3 separate regions of the Pan troglodytes genome follow, and regions 1 and 2 are each linked to region 3. A link is a contact called in public Hi-C data. All regions are on one chromosome and are shown on one strand. The core of a region is the stretch at or near the end of the contact, and the rest is flanking DNA. Distances in the headings are between cores, read along the strand shown.

What was found. A called contact is a pair of places that touch in the nucleus more often than the background predicts.
Region 1: a contact with region 3 is called in a Hi-C map of stem cell-derived neural progenitor cells, with 8 times the contacts expected there. The contact joins the promoter of NTN1 here to the enhancer-like site in region 3. A contact is called at or near these places in 4 of 7 Hi-C or Micro-C datasets (blood, induced pluripotent stem cells and stem cell-derived neural progenitor cells) and 1 of 1 datasets of contacts at active chromatin or transcription factors (stem cell-derived excitatory neurons).
Region 2: a Hi-C map of stem cell-derived neural progenitor cells shows a contact between it and region 3, with 6 times the contacts expected there. The contact joins the promoter of CCDC42 here to the enhancer-like site in region 3. A contact is called at or near these places in 1 of 7 Hi-C or Micro-C datasets (stem cell-derived neural progenitor cells) and 1 of 1 datasets of contacts at active chromatin or transcription factors (stem cell-derived excitatory neurons).

Annotation. Positions count from the first base shown.
Region 1 is chr19:61,699,071-61,702,548 of NHGRI_mPanTro3-v2.0_pri, forward strand. NTN1 (netrin 1) reads right to left here and starts at 1,512. Exons shown (of 7, transcript XM_024350490.3): 1 at 1,461-1,512.
Region 2 is chr19:61,958,229-61,961,605 of NHGRI_mPanTro3-v2.0_pri, forward strand. CCDC42 (coiled-coil domain containing 42) reads left to right here and starts at 1,965. Exons shown (of 6, transcript XM_511851.5): 1 at 1,965-2,365; 2 at 2,708-2,813; 3 at 3,162-3,266. The coding sequence starts at 2,283. LOC107969257 (a long non-coding RNA gene) reads right to left here and starts at 1,947. Exons shown (of 4, transcript XR_010153281.1): 1 at 1,861-1,947; 2 at 226-366.
Region 3 is chr19:61,179,033-61,182,035 of NHGRI_mPanTro3-v2.0_pri, forward strand. All of the region lies in intron 4 of STX8 (syntaxin 8), which reads left to right. Among named protein-coding and RNA genes, the nearest start is that of STX8, 54 kb to the left of the region's middle. Within about 2 kb of position 1,434, at least 3 of the 24 cell types and tissues checked have an H3K27ac peak or open chromatin away from gene starts, as enhancers often do. A contact at or near this core is called in stem cell-derived neural progenitor cells, where this site is marked.

The sequences.
Region 1 (3,478 bases), core at 262-2,761, 520 kb after region 3:
AGGACCGCGCCGCGAGCGCAGGATCCCGCTGCACCAGTGGGCTGGGGGTGCCGCAACAGGAAGGCCCCAGCATTCAAACTCCGTAGGCCGTACGTGCCCAACACTTAGCGCGTCACCGGATCCAGAAGGGATCAAAGGATAAAGCCTCAGCAGATGTCCCCAGGCGGACCCGAGGGTCCCAACAGGGGTGGCGAGCAGGAGGCCGGGGAAGACACCGTGTCACCTTCCAGGCCGCGAGGGCGAAGGGGCTGATAGCACAAGGAACTCGGAATAAAAAGTCTGTGCAGGTCGACCCTGTTTCTACTATCTATGCTTGTGCATTGAACTCCATTCACAATTTGGGAGCCCCAGAAGCTTGCCGTGTCGCCTCGGGCACGCTCCGGAGGGTCTGGGCCGCGGGCCCTCCTCTTTGGCGAACCTCGGGGGTTTTGGACGGACGCTCCCGAGCCCCAGCTCCGCCGTCCGCGCCTTGAGCAGTCGCCTGCGCCTCCTTCTAGATGCGCGTTTGATTTTCTAATCAATCTCTTTGTCCCCTGCGGCCTTCACCCGAGTCTCCAGTTTCCCCGTTTCCCTCGGCCCCCGCCTGGGTCCAGCTCTCGCCCGACTTTCCCGTCGAAGGCACTCGAGTGAGTGATTCCCGGGAGCCGAGGCCGAGGCCGGCGGGTCCGCGGCGCGGGCCGGAGCTGTATGGAAATGGCCAGAGGAGCCGGCGGGCGCGGCGGCGATTTATTCTGGGAGTGACAGCCCCTTTGAGCGCTCGGCGAATGGCATTTTCTGTCTGTGAAAGCCTTTCTTCCCACCTCTGTTCAGATTAGCCCGGGGGATGAATGCACCCATTATCCAGCCCGCTGACCATTCTGAAACGCCAAATTAATTACTAAGCACTGAATCAGGCGCCGGGGCCGGGGCACCGGGAGGTGTGAAAATAGCGAGCGGCTGGAGATGGGGAAAGCGAGGGGTGCAGCGCCGAGGGGGCCGGGCGGGGTGGCCCGGGGCGCGGGCGCGGCGGGGCCGGGGCTGGCTTGGCCGGCCGCCGAGCGCGACCTGCCGGCGTGACCGTGCGCGACCGCGGGGCGAGCGGGCTACAAAGGACCCGGGCGGGCAGGAAGGCGCGGAGCCGGGGTCGCGGCCCGGAGCAGGCTGGGGCTCGCCGAGACCGCGGCCAGAGCGCGCCAAGTGCGCAGGACGCGGGGCTGGGGCTCTGGCGTGCGCCCCTCGCCGCGCACCAGTGCCTACTTTTCCACGCACCGCCCGGGATGGCCGCCCCCAGACGGCCCGGGCCCGCGGCCACCCCCGCCATCCCCGCGCAGGCTCTACGCCGCTCCAGCTGCCCTCCGAGGCCTTCAAGAAAACTTGGGCGCCGCCCTCCGACCGCAGCCCCAGCCAGAGCTTCCCGAGCGCGGGGCAGCCGCGGGCCGCCCCCACCCGGCCGCGACTCGGGATCCGCGGGTGGCACTTACCTCCCCGAGGCGCCGGCGGCAGCGGGAGGCGAGCTCTCCGCGGCTCCCGCTCGAGTGCGCGGGGCACGGAGGAGCGCGCGCCTTTAAGACTCTTCCCCGAGACTCCGCCAGGTGGTGTCACGCCGGCCCGGCCCTCGCGGCTCCTCGCCCCGCGGCCACCCGGCTCCCCTGCCCATCGCGGGCAGAACACCAGCCTCCCGCTCGCACCCTGCGCCCCGCCGCTCGGGCTCCAGTGGAGCTGGGCCAAGATAGAATGCGTGTAACTTGGGACACACAACTATCCAACAGAAAGCCACCCAACCTACACACTCTAGCTTTGGTTTGTCTGGGGGTTGCAGGGGTCTTTTTGTTTGTCTGTTTGTTTGACCGAGTGCTAGGGGTAAAAATGGGGAGGAGAGAGCTGAGAAATCTGACCCAAGGACGTGCGATCATGTCCCCACTGCCATCACCAGCGACAAACCTCAATTCCATGCTAACTGGTCTTTTTGCCCTTCATCCAAGATGGTCCGCTGACACGCCTCCCCCAATTACCATTAAAATGACTGAAGAGATAAAATAGAGGGAGAACTGTCGCCACTTAACACTAGGGGAATGCGTCATTCACACTCCTGAAACTTAGAAAAGTTTAAGAGGACCCGAGGGATGGCTGAAGGAACTCCACATTCATCAGGCGAGAAGCAGGAGCCGGCCTGGGAATCCCCAGCACAACACTCCCCCGGTGCGCCTCCTCCAAGCTCTGGGTACGTGTGACAGTTCACCCGCGAGGCCGGCGCCTGGGAATCTCTGCCGAGCTTAAGGCTGCTGGAGGACACAGGTTTGCCGGCATAAACTAGGACCCTAGCTTCAGGCCATTATTAAAATTTTACATCATATGCTTGCTCTTTGAAGAATCATTTTTTGACATTGGCATTGTGATTTCAAACTACGTTCATAATTAACTCAGTTTTTCTCTTTTTTTGGTAGTGGGTGTGTGTGGGGGTGGGGGGCGGTGGGGGCGCAGGGTCCTGCTCAGTCATCCTGGCTGGAGTGCAGTACAGTGGCGGGATCATGGCTCACTGCAGCCTTGACCTCCCAGGCTCAAGAGATCCTCCCATCTCAGTCTCCCGAGTAGCTGAAACCACAGGTGCATGCCACCACGCCCGGCTAATTTTTAAAACACTTTTTATTTTGTAGAGACAAGGTCTCAATGAGTTGCCCAGGCTGGTTTGGAACTTCTGGCCTCAAGTGATCCTTCCATCTTGGCCTCTCAAAGTGTTGGGAATACAGGTGTAAGCCACTGCACCCAGCCTTCTAACTCAGTTTTTCTGCCTACATTGTTTATTGTCATTTCATTTATGTAAATGACTTCCTCATTCCTGAGTTCCTTATTTTGATTAATTTCTCACACCACTGAAATGCTACTTTGAGTAACCCTTGGGGGAAGGGTGGATGGACGGTGGATTTTTTGAGTCTTCGCATGTCTCAGATTGTCTGTTACTTTATACACAGACAGTAGTTAGATATAAGAGTCTAGGGTCATAATCCTTTATTTACACTTCAACTCTCTAAAATAAGCATGTTGCTAGCGTTAAACAGGGAAGCAAATGTAAAGCACTTACCGTGTCCTGCACCTAAGACGTAGTAGAGGATCCATGACTAACTATTTATGACTATCCTTTATTAGTTATTGATTCATTGTCTGTCTTGTGCTTTTTTTTTTTTTTTTTTTTTTTTGACAGGGCCTTGCTCTGTCCCCAGGCTGGAGCTCAGTGGTGCGATCGCAGTTCACTGAAGCCTTGAACTCTTGGGCCCAAGGGATCCAAACCTTGGTCCAAGATGGTCCACTGACACACCTCCCCCAATAACCATTAAAATGACTGAAGGGATAAATAGAGAACCGTCGCCTCCTGTGTAGCTGGGACCACTGTCATGCCTGGCTAATTTTTCAATTTTTTTGTAGAATCAAAAAATCTTTTTGATTCTTTCTTTTCTTTTTTGACGGAGTCTCGCTCTGTTGCCCAGGCTAGAGTGCAGTGGCG
Region 2 (3,377 bases), core at 715-3,214, 780 kb after region 3:
GGAAGGGAAGGGAAGGGAAAAGATGGGGATAGGACAGACCTCTGTAAATCCGAGACAGCCCTGCGTCTTGCTCAGGGTCCCTGGGAGGGCAGTGAGACTCCAGAGAGGGATGGTGGTGTGCAAGGATCACGAAAACTCCCATGATAGGCACCAAACCAAGCAGCAGAAAGAGCTTCCAGAGACGAGGAGACCCTTGGGCAGGAGCAGAGGATGTCTTACACCTACCTCTATGGACCAACCTGGCCCTGGACCACCTGATTTCACGGACAATCAAGGATATGTCTCATATACGTGGCGGGGAGGGTGATTCCAGAAACAGATGGCTTCCTCCTCAAGGGCTGGCGTTGCACAGCTCCTAGGCACGACCTTAAAGAAAGGGAGGGGAACCCCAGATTGACTGTGCCAGCCTCTGTGGATAAACAAGGAAACATGCCCCTCCGAGGAGCTTGAATCGTTCTTGGCGGTCTTATTGTCGCCCTGCTGGGCGTGTTCCTCCGGGGCTCCGGTGGAGAACCACCTCTTGTTTAGGGGTGGGGTGGACATTGTGTGGGTGTGTTCTGCGTGGGGTAGGGACTGTCTTGCTTTCTCTGCTGAGCCCACTGGACTAGGTGGAAGCGACAGGTGTGTGTGATGGTCCGCTCTGGAGGGGAGGCTCCGGCGGAGCGTGGGAGGGGAGCAGGGCTGGGGTGGGCCGGGATGGAGGGCGCGGCAGACGGCCAGCAGGGGGCGCCAGACGACCGGCAATGCGGCGGGGCGGACTGGCCGCGCTCGGGACACGCCCCCGCCCAAGACCCCTAGCCCACCACAACCCACGCACCCCACCCCGCTCCCCCTCCCAGACAGAGAGAAGCGGAACGGGGTGTGTGGCGGGCGTGGCGGCAGTAGCGGGCGTGGCGGCAGTAGCGGGCGTGGGAGGGAGGGAGGCAGAGAGCAGAGGGAGCCTGCGCCTGGCGGGAGCGAGCTCAAGGTCCCGGCCAGAGTCCAGCCAGAGACCCCAGGGCGCCCGCCGCACACCCGCCGTCCCACGCGAAGACGTCCGACCTCCAGCCAGATGAGTTAATGCACGCAGCCTGACGGGATCAAGGAAGGCGGCCACCACGGAGTCAACATTTTAAATAGGGTCATTTCCGTTACCGTGTTTTGGCATTTCTTCCCGTTTTAAGTTTATGCAAACAAAAACGCGCAGGGCCGGGCGCGGTGGCTCATGCCTGTAATCCCGGCACTTTGGGAGGCGGAGGCGGGTGGATCACCTGAGGTCAGGAGTTCGAGACCAGCCTAGCCAACATGGAGAAACCCCATCTCTACCAAAAGTACAAAAATTAGCCGGGCGTTGTGGCAGGCGCTTGTCGTCCCAGCTACTCGAGAGGCTGAGGCAAGAGAATCGCTTGAACCCGGGAGGCAGAGCTTGCAGTGAGCTGAGATCCCGCCATTGCACTCCAGCCTGGGCGACAGAGCGAGACTCCGTCTCAAAAAAAAAACAAACAAACAAAACCAAAACCAAACCAAAACAAAAAACTGGCGCAGGCCCCGAGTCTCTTCTTCTGAGGGGCCTGGCCTGGGCCCTCCTCCTGTGCCTGTCCCCGCGCACCCCCCGCCCGTCCCTCCTTCCCCACCGGGCCCCACCGGGCCCCACCGCGTGCTGGGCCCGCCGCCTGGTTTCTAACCTCCCGCCTCCTCGCGACTCCACCCCTGCCGCCGCTAAGCACCTCCTTTCTTTCTCTGCTCTTCTTCACGGCCTTCTGACCAAGGCCCGGCCCCTCCCTCACCCTCACCCACACCTGAACCCCAGGGAGGCCCTAAGAGCAGGGCGCCCGCACAAGGCCGCTCCTCCACCCGATGCCCCTTCTCAGCCACACTCACCAGAAACTGCCTCTGGCCCTGGGCTCCATGGCAACCAGCATCTAACCAGGCCTAATGCCTTCCCAGAAGTTCCTGAGGGCAAAGGGCAGGAGCAGAGAGCAGGACCCCAGCAAGGGGAGGACCAATGGGGGCAGGGGGCAGGGGGCAGAGGGCAGTGCCTGGACTCCACGTGCCGGCCACAGAACCAGGCAGCCTGTTGCTAGGTAACCACATTTCCCATAACTGCCCCAGCACATCGTCCTGAGCCGCCCAACCTGTCTCCAGCCACCTTCTGTGGAGTCTCAAACTCCATCATCTGTGGGACCCTGAAGGCCGAAGGGAGAAACAAGAGCACAGCCACCACCCCTGAGCCACCTGTGGCTCTGCTACCCACAATTTCACTGTGAAGAGTCAGCTGCCTGGGCCGTGAGGTCACTGCCACCATGAGTCTGGGCATCATGGAAGAGGAAGACCTGGCCGAGTACTTCCGGCTGCAGTATGGGGAGCGGCTGCTGCAGATGCTCCAGTGAGTGTCTGAGGCCTGGCTTGCCCACCCCTCTGTGCCTGGGACCACTCACACCCACCCCATACCTCATCTTCCAACCGTCTGTCCCCTCCTCTCCTGTAACCCAGTGCCCCAAATAACCTTGGCACCAGTCCACCCCATCACGCTGGTCTCCACCCCGTCACCCTCCCCCTGCTCACTCCTGCATGGCCCTCTATGCTTCTCAACACAGCAGTCCTTTCCCTCGGAAAGGGAGAGAGGCCCCTCTGCTTCCCCATGGGTATCTGTCTCCACGGGTTACTCCCAGCCCCAGCCTACCCCATGTCAGAACACACAGCCCTCTCGCGTTCACATCTTGGACAGGAAACTCCCCAATGTTGAGGGGGCGTCGGAGTCCCCATCCATCTGGCTACTGGAGAAGAAAAAGGAGACAGAAATCATGCATCAAACTATGGTGCAGAAGAAGAAGGTGGGGACTCAGGGATGGAGTGCAGAGGGGCAGGAAAGGAAGGGGGTGGGCTGGGGCTCCGGGAGAGCCTGTGGACAGCCCTCCATTGTCTGAGTGGGGTGGCTAGAGCCAGGAGTCCTCTATGGTGATCTGGTCTCTTTGGGGAGAACAGAAAGGATCTGGGTCTTGGGGGTACCACTGTCCAGGGATGCTCTGCTCTGGGCCAGGCATGGGGTGGAAAGTGGGAGGCTCCTATGGACCCTCTTGGGCCTGGGGATGGAGCCTCTGGGGCAGGGATGCTGGGGTCTTCCTTGGTACTCATGTCAGGAGCCCTCCTGACCTCTCTGCTCTCCCACCCCCACCCCAAAGATGTTTCAGCGCAGAATGGAAACCCTGAACCTGCGCTGGGAGGAACTGGGCGTTAAGGAAGCCCAACTGAAGGCTCACATCCAGAAGTCTGAGCAGTTCATCCAGGTTTGAAGGGGTGTGGGCGGCCGCAGTGGCCAGGGGATCCATAGTCCGCAGGTGGGCAAACTGCACTCCTCCTCCTTGCTTCTGCTGACTCCTCGCCCTGAGTTAAAAGCA
Region 3 (3,003 bases), core at 184-2,683:
AGTATTGATTTGCACAATTGGTTGGATATTTTATTGCATTTTACCTTTACTTTATAAAATGAGTGAGAATGGAAACAAGTACAGTAAAGTGAAAACAGTAATGTTGAGACAAAGATGGAAATCATTAGGCATGCCAAATGCCTAAAGCAAATGTAGATTGCTCATCTTGACTGGACACTCAACGGATTGATCATAACTGTGTTTGGTTGTGAAGAACCAACTGGAAGAAGATGGAGAGTTGTTATTGCAGATGGTGTCAAAAAGGCATGGCTCTAGGAACACCAACTCCCTCATATTGTATAAGTTCTGTTGACTTTTGCGCATTTGTTTCTCTTTAAATATATATATGTGTGTGTATATATATGTACATATATATTTAATTGACATATAAGTGTACATATTTATGGGGTACAGTGTGATTTTTTTTTTTTTTTTGAGATGGAGTCTCGCTCTGTTGCCCAGGCTGGAGTGCAGTGGTGCAATCTCGGCTCACTGCAACCTCTGCCTCCTGGGTTCGAGTGATTCTCCTGCCTCAGCCTCTCAAGTAGCTGGGACTACAGGCACACACCACCATGCCTGGCTAATTTTTTTGTATTTTTAGTAGAGATGGGGTTTCACTGTGTTAGCCAGGATGGTCTCGATCTCTTGACCTTGTGATCCACCTGCCTCGGCCTCCCAAAGTGCTGGGATTACAGGCGAGAGCCACCGAGCCTGGCTTACAGTGTGATATTTTGATACATGTATATAATGTGTAATGATCAAATCAGGGTAATTAGCATACCCATAACCTCAAACCTGTATCATTTCTTTGTGTTGATAACATTCATAATCCTCTCTTCTAGCTATTCAAAAAACTGTAAATTATCATTTGCTGTATTCACCTTAGTATGCCACAGAACACCAGAACTCACTTCTGCCATCCAGCTGTTCCCTGTCTCCCTTAACCAACCTTTCCTTCCCCCAACCTCTTGCCCTTCCCAGCCTCTGGTAACCACTATCCTACTCACTGCTTGTATGATATCAACTTTTTTTTTTGAGATGGAGTCTCACTCTTTCACCCAGGCTGGAGTGCAGTGGCGCGATCTCGGCTCACTGCAAGCTCCGCCTCCTGGGTTCACGCCATTCTCCTGCCTCAGCCTCCTGAGTAGCTGGGACTACAGGCACCCGCCACATGCCCAGATAATTTTTTTTTTTTTTTGTATTTTTAATAGAGACGGAGTTTCACCATGTTAGCCAGGATGGTCTCTATCTCCTGACCTCGTGATCCACCTGCCTCAGCCTCCCAAAGTGCTGGGATTATAGGCGTGAGCCACCGTGCCCGGCCGATAGGAAACTTTTTAAAGCTTCCTCACAGGAGTGAGAACCAGTGCATTGTGTTTCTAAGCATGTTGCATGCATCATGTAATAGAGAAGCTGCCTGCAATAGTTGGCCCTCCTGGACTGTTGTAACTAAACTGTAACCAGCAGATGGCTCTCAGTCACCATAAATATGGTAGAGCAGCTCATTCATCTTTTACTTGGAATTCTTGTTTTTTGTGTATCACCCCTTTTTGCCCCTCTTCTGCTTTTAAGGTACCATGATCTGCAAACATTTAAGGTACAGAAGTGTTCCTTTTGGTTTTGTTTTTTGCTTAAGATGGCCTGTGTGACTCTCAGGAGCAGTGCCCTAGGGTTTCTGAAATTTGAGTTGGAGACCCAAAAAAATGATGGCCTTTTCCACCCTGTATTTCTATTCTTCTGTGAACTGTTTCATCAAGGTTTTCATTTAGTGTTAAAACTTTTTATTGGTAAATTTGGTAAGCAATGAATAGGAAAAAATAGGATTGCTTTTAAATTAGAACAATATTTGATTGTAATAGATTTTAAAGGTGCTATAGTGAAATTTCCTTGGATATTATGTAAGGAAGATATTTTCCTTGTTCTGATTCTTATTTGTTCTGGACTAATACTCAATGGAGATTATTCAATTTGAACAAAAAATATTTTGAGTATCAACTTTGCAGTCGGCACAATGTTAGGCATTTATTGTCCCTTGAGTATTAGCTCCATGAGGTCAGGTATTTATGTCTCTCTTGTTCACTTACAAGTCACTAGATTAGTGCCTGATACATAGAAGATATTCAGTGTTTGTCAGATGGATGGATGGATGGAAGGGTGGATGGGATACAGAAAAGAGTAGGACAGAGTATTGGACTGAAAGATGTTAACAGTTTAGTAAATATGGCTACAGATATTCCTACATAATCATGATCTCTTGAAGGACCAGTTTAACTCTGGGGTTGTTATTAAGTGCTGTGTTGAAAATTGAAAGGTAATGAAAAAATTTCCTTTTCCTGAAGTCGCGTCAGTTTCTTCAAGTCACATAGGTTTGGCAATCTTTATTCCCTATATCCAGTCTATTCATCAACACTTGTGGAATTTCCCTTGAGCCACTATGTTAATTGTCCCTTTCTCTCTGTTCCCTCTTGTCACTTCCCTTGTCCAGACTCCTGTTACCTCCCACCTAAATTACCACACTGGCCTTTTGGCCTGCCTGTCTGACTGCAGCCTCTCTTCCGTGTAATCCAGTCTGCGTATTGTTGCCAGACTTCGTCTCTAAAGAAATTCTGTCAAAGAATCTATTTCTAATTGAAATTTGAGCCTCTGTGCATCTTTATATTCACAGAAAGGAACTACCAAAAAAAGTTCTGAAAAAGGAATTACCCTTTTATATCATAGGAGTGTTTTCAAATCTATAGGCAAGTCTAGTTACGAAGCTTTGCAGACTCAGCTCACTCACACCCCAGAAATATCTTCCCTCATCCTAACTGCAAACCTCCCTGTGGTCTGTGAATACTCAAACACTGATATTTTTTCCAGACCAAACAAACATTTTATATAGTCACTTTGACATCTTTTTGAAACGCTAAGAAAGGCTAAAGAAAGCTACTTCTTGGAATTCACTGCTATTTCAATTCTTTATTCAGTTGATAAGAACGCCCTTCCTATGAACTCTAACAAGCT